2 separate regions of the Mus musculus genome follow, and region 1 is linked to region 2. Evidence: chromatin contacts called from public HiChIP or PLAC-seq data. All regions are on one chromosome and are shown on one strand. The core of a region is the stretch at or near the end of the contact, and the rest is flanking DNA. Distances in the headings are between cores, read along the strand shown. Region 1 overlaps Arhgef4 (Rho guanine nucleotide exchange factor (GEF) 4). Region 2 holds the start of Arhgef4 (Rho guanine nucleotide exchange factor (GEF) 4).

Region 1 (2,934 bases), core at 415-2,914, 42 kb before region 2:
GATCCGGATCGACTTTCGCTCTTATGGGACAGTGTCTCCAAGTCCTCGGGGTTTGTTTCCTGTTCCTCCGAGTCTGCAGGGCCTGGGTGGAGCTGGTTGTCTTCACACTCTTCCTCACCTGGAGGGGGCACACCTGGCTCTGGAGTCTAGAAGGGCAAGAAGAGAAGAATCAGAGGAAAGTTCCCAGGACGTCAGCAAGCACATTTATACCATTATGCACACCTTTCTTTCATAGGAAGAAAATGCCCTTCATCACTTCCCAGATAGCCCCAGGAAGGAAGCAAAGGACCACGAGCTACCTTGCATTAACACAGGAAACAAGCACAGAGGGCAGAGACCTTGCCTCGTTGTGCAGAGCATGCCATGCAAGCCTGACAGCCTTAGTTTGGATCTCTGGGACTGAAATAAAACCACGTGCAGTAGCTCAAATCTGTAATCCCAGCACTCCTATGACAAGGTGGAAGGCAGAGACAGGAGCATAGCTAGAGGCTCGAGGATTAGCTAACTAGGTGTCGGCAGCAATAAATAAGAGAGACTTGATCTCAAGGCGGAAATCGAGGACTGACAATCAAGGTTGTCATCTGACTTCTACATGCATACTCTGGTACATATATACCCCCACACACATATGAACACACAAATACACAGATGTGAACAATTACTGCACACACACACACACACACACACACGAACAAACAAATAGAAATATGACACACACATGAACATACAAATACAAATATGAACATACACCACACATATTTACCCATATATCCCTCCACACACATATGCATACACACTCACACACACACGAACATACAAATACAAATATGACACACACATGAAGACACAAGTATACAAACATGAACAATCATTGCACACACATGCACACAAACATACAAATAAAAATATGACACCCACACATGAACATACACCACACATACCCATACATATCCTTCCACACATATGTACACACACTCACACACATACACTCATGCATATACACACTCACATTCACACACACAAACACAAGCATACAAATGCATAAGCATATATACACCACACACATACATACCCATCCATGCATACACACACACACACCTATACGCACATATATACATAAAGATGAAAAAGGGAAAAGCAATGAAAAGAAACCCAAACCATGGGGAGAAAATGTCATACAAGTTAAAACAAAGCCATCAAAAGGCAGAACAGGCCATGCATGCAAGAGCAGTTGAAGTACACACGAGTGTGCTGTATGAGTCACGGCGAGGAGTGCCTGCCCTTCTGTGAGGTATCCAGCAAGAAGAGGCAGATGAGTACTTGTCTGCCCTCGCCTCTGTCTGTTCTTGTGCAGCCCAGTAGTTTACAGTAAATGCTCTCACTCTTTGAATTTGTCTTGAGCTCCCATGGCCAGAGGCAGGAAAGGAAACAAGGGGAGTCCAGAGAGTCCTGAGACTGCAGACACGGGATGCTATGTATGCTCAAGGCAACTTAAGGGAACGAGGCAGAAACTGTATCAACCACATCTGGGAGCCACGAAGGCCTGGCATTGCTTGCCTTTTTGTTTGAGACAGAGTCTCTAATTGGCCTAGAACTTCACCAAGTAGGCTAAGCCAGCTGGCCTTGCCTTGGAAGTCTTGAAGCAGCCCTCTTTGCCCACCGCACTTGGCTTTTGTGTGATTCTGCAGAGTCAAACCCAGGCCCTCTTGTTTACAAAGGAAGCACTGTGCCAGCCCTCTAGCTACACTTTTCTTTTTTTAAGACAAGGTTTCATTATATAGCCTTTGCTGGCTTGGAACTCACTCTGTAGAGCGGGCTGATCCCAAACACAGAGACCCACCTGCCTTTGTCTCCAGTGAGTGCTGAGATAAGACATGTGCCCCGGTGACCAGCTTATACATTTCTTAATCCACTGTTTCAGCCATGAATTCCCTTGCATCCATTTAAAGAGTACAGATCTGAGTTATAAAAAAAAAAAAAGGTACCCACCTGCAAAAATCTATTTCTATGTCCCCTTAAAGGTCCCTGTCCCTTCCAGGCAATGTGCCCTACCTCCTGGTCCTTCCCAGGGTCAGGGATCTTGATATCTCTTAGTCTTGAGTTATCTGCCTGAAGTTTGACTTGGGCAAATTCTGCAGTATGTCTTTTGTGGTCTGGCTTCTTCCCTTTGGTGTGAACCCTATCCAACACATAAGGCCCATCATAGCCATGAATGCAGCCTAACACAAAACGTGGGGGGGGGTGTGTTTAAATATAACTGGACTACATGGTTCTCAAGCATAAATTTTGTAGTTGGCACCATGTAGTGATGTTCTCAATCTATGCATGCCTGTTAGCATTTCTCAGTACATGCAGTAGCCTCAACTGTGAGGTTATATTATTCAGCCATCAAAATTTCCCTCATCCCCCAGGCTATGGGCATAGCCACTTGTTCCCGAATCTAGTCAAGACAACTCAAATTTTGTACCCTTTCCAAGTATGGTTTCCCCAGGATGTGTGTGTGTGTGTGTGTGCGCGCACGCGCGCGCGTTGCACATGTATGCATGATACAACTATGGAGTTCTGAGGACAGTCTTGGGAGATGATTCTTCAGGTCTCATCTACGTTTTGCTTGAGACAGGGTCTTTCATTGGCCTACAACTTTGCCAGTGAGTAGTGAGCTCTGGTGGTCCACCCATTTCCACTGCCCATGTCACTATTGCCGGAGTTACAGGAGAACACTATAGCCAGGCTTTTAACGTGGGTTCTGAGGACCTGAACTGAGCCATCTCTCCAGCTCCCCAGGAGTTGATGGAAGAGATTTCTTAAAGTAAAATTGCTTTTAATTCTCCATAGTTGGGAAAAGGAAACTAACAAACACCCAAACTGATGATGTGCAATGCTTTGAACTGAGGTAGAAAATCAGGAAGCATGAATTACACACCTTCAGATGTG
Region 2 (2,763 bases), core at 36-2,535:
ACTCCACCCACCTGTTGCCTTAAGACCCTCACCCGAAAGGAACAAAACGAATTAACCACACTTTTCCAAACAGGAAAACAAACCCCAAAGTGCTTAAATGATTATTCCAAGATCCACCGTATAGCTTGGGATTCTGTGGCAGGGTCATCATTCCAAGAGTCTGAACAGCACAAAACAGCGAGCCAGGCATGCTCGCCCTTCCCCCACCTCGATGCGGAGCCCCAGAAAGTCCCCTCTCCCCATCCCTCATTCTCTTCCTCTATGGTTGTATTGTAACCACTAAGGTGGTTACAGGTAGGCAGGCCTTCCAAATGGCAGAGGCAAAGGCTGAGGTCAGGCAGAGTTCCTTCTATCCCGTATGGGTCTGGGTCACCTGCTCACCCCCACCCCCACCCCACCCCCACCCCCGGCTCAGAGCTCTCAGGACCAGAAGACTCTGCCTCACCCGCAGCCATCACCTGCCAGCCTTTCCCTGCGCTTCCTCCTGCTGGCCTCCAGCTGACACTTCCGGATTCTTGAAGCCTTGGTCCTAAAGTCAGGTCACATTCCCACCTCCCACACTGCTCACTTGGAGAGGTGGGACTTGGCAACCTGCAACCAGCTACCCCTCTGCCAGTACCCTGCAGCCGGCTGCCCACCCCAAGATCCCTGTGTGGTTAAGAGACGTGGTAGCATCCCAGTATAGTGGGGTCTCCACGATCGACCGACCCCAGTCAAGGACTCAGCTCTTCTACTAAGTTCCGATTCCGGTACGGAGTCTTAGGCACTTGTTCACGAAGGTGCCCCAACCGAGATTCTCCCTCTGATATATCCAGGTAACTACAATAGCAACCACTTCCTGGGTAGCTCCAGCTGCCCAGCTACCCAGCCAAGACTGGGAGAAACCCAGGAGTGCCCGGGCTCTCACCAGTCTCTCCAGCCTCGGTCAAGTCCACTTTCCCCCTCCCCGGAGCCTATAATCCCCTGTGCGCCTCTTTCTCCCCCCGTCCCCGCAGTCCCCAAGGCCACACTCGGGCAGGCCACCACCTCCAGATCCAGCACATCCATCGAGAAGCTGCGACTGCCGCGCGGATCGTTCTTGGGTACCTCTTAGGCACCCACAAACAGCCCAGGGCGCAGCGGCGTGCGCGGCTGCCCCTTCAGCAACCCCAGCAAAACTCTGCAAGCAAACCCGGTTTTGAATCCCCGGGACCACGTCTCTCACCTTAAAGAAGCTGCGAAGGAAGTGCACCACACCGAGCATGGTGCTGCCCGGGCACTACGGCCACCCGCTGCTCCTGACTGCGCTGGCGAGCCGAGCTCCGGACGCCACCCCGCGCCCCGCCCCATGGTCTGCCCTGGACCGCCGAGGAGCCCCGCCTCCGCAACCGGGCCACGCCGGGCACGTGCGAGTCCGCAGGGACTTGTCCAAACACTGGTCCCGCCTGCCCACTAGGAATCTGAGCGTAGTCTAAGTAAGAAAAGGGCAAGTGGATCCACAGCGGTCTATCTGCGGCTCACTGGCACGCTTACCTCCACCCTTTGATCCCCTAGGTCTGTCTGGCACACAGTCCTATGACTAGTGCCTGACCGTGGTCCTATTGGAAGCAGCCACCTCCCTTTCCACCTCACAGCTTAGTCAAGCGTTGAGAACCTTCAAGACGTTAACGCAATACTTTAGTAGTTGAGGAAACAGAAGCTGCGCGCAGTCTGTACTCACAAAGCTAGAACTGGGCAATTGTGGACTCAAACCCCTGTACCTAACTAAGTCTTGACCCAGAGCCCACTTCTTGCTCCCCTTTCCCCGCCTTTCCAGTTGTTCTCTGATAGATGTGACTGGAGGAAAGGTGAGGAGAGTCCTGGAAGCTGGCGCAGCGTGGTGAGACAGAAGCAGGTGACCAGGACACAGGGGCTCTAGAGTCCCGTTTTTGACGAGTCATCAGTTTTTTAGGTTCATTTGTGTGTTTGTGCACAAGCATATGCACACCACAGGAGGATGTTCCGGGACTTGGCTTTTGCTTCCCGACTTTCCCCTTGGAGACAATCTCTCACTGCGTATGGGGCTGGTTTTTCTGCTGGAATGGCTGACTGGCTGGCTGTCAAGCCCAGCTCTCCATCCTATCTCTGCCAGGTTCCTCTGACTCAGGAAAGGAGTTATGGGCAGGCGTGGCCACACCCCGATTTTTATGTGGGGGCTGGGATCCAAACTCAAATCCTCTCACTTGTACATCAAGTTCTCTTAACAACCGAGCCATCTCCCTGGCCCCTAGTTATAATTTCATAACACAAAAAGAAAATGTTAATAACAGTTCCAGTGAGGCCAACCTGAGTTATAGTCATCTTTATATAAACGCAGCTTTAACACACTCAAACCTACACACACACACACACACACACACACCATTTTTTTTAAAAAAATAGTTGTAAAACAGAAATAGAGTATTCTAAATTTCTGCAGAAGTACAGAGGCAAGAGTTTGTGAGCATTGTACTGCATTTGATGGGATCAAGCATCCCATGAAGGTTGAGCATCTGTCCACACTGGCTCTGGGCATCCCTCACTGCATCCCTCACAGCCCAAGCCTGCATCCCTCACTGAAGTCCTACCCCAGTGATCATTAGCATATTACCTAGGTGACAGTTGGAGTGTAGTATATTTCTCCTATGTTCAAACAGCATCTGCTTCTCCACTTCCTTTCAGATGCCCAGGGCAGCCAGCCTAGGCCTGGTTGAAAGATAAATGGCTAGAACCCAGTGGGGTCAATTACTTCAGAGAAGCACCTGG

Evidence for each region. HiChIP or PLAC-seq counts read pairs in DNA pulled down with a chosen protein or histone mark.
Region 1: a contact with region 2 is called in an H3K4me3 HiChIP or PLAC-seq map of neural progenitor cells, with 2.2 times the contacts expected there. The contact joins the enhancer-like site here to the promoter of Arhgef4 in region 2. A contact is called at or near these places in 1 of 39 promoter capture datasets (embryonic stem cells), 2 of 484 Hi-C or Micro-C datasets (brain and neural progenitor cells), 5 of 115 datasets of contacts at active chromatin or transcription factors (embryonic hindbrain, embryonic stem cells, neural progenitor cells and 1 more) and 3 of 9 other capture datasets (embryonic stem cells, liver and pancreatic islet).

What each region holds. Positions count from the first base shown.
Region 1 is chr1:34,718,916-34,721,849 of GRCm38.p6, reverse strand. Arhgef4 (Rho guanine nucleotide exchange factor (GEF) 4) reads right to left here. Exons shown (of 14, transcript NM_001368773.1): 2 at 1-146. Among named protein-coding and RNA genes, the nearest start is that of Gm32920, 31 kb to the right of the region's middle. Within about 2 kb of position 1,664, at least 19 of the 459 cell types and tissues checked have an H3K27ac peak or open chromatin away from gene starts, as enhancers often do. A contact at or near this core is called in neural progenitor cells, where this site is marked.
Region 2 is chr1:34,676,704-34,679,466 of GRCm38.p6, reverse strand. It overlaps Arhgef4 (Rho guanine nucleotide exchange factor (GEF) 4), which reads right to left and starts at 1,285. Exons shown (of 14, transcript NM_001368773.1): 1 at 1,205-1,285. The coding sequence starts at 1,243.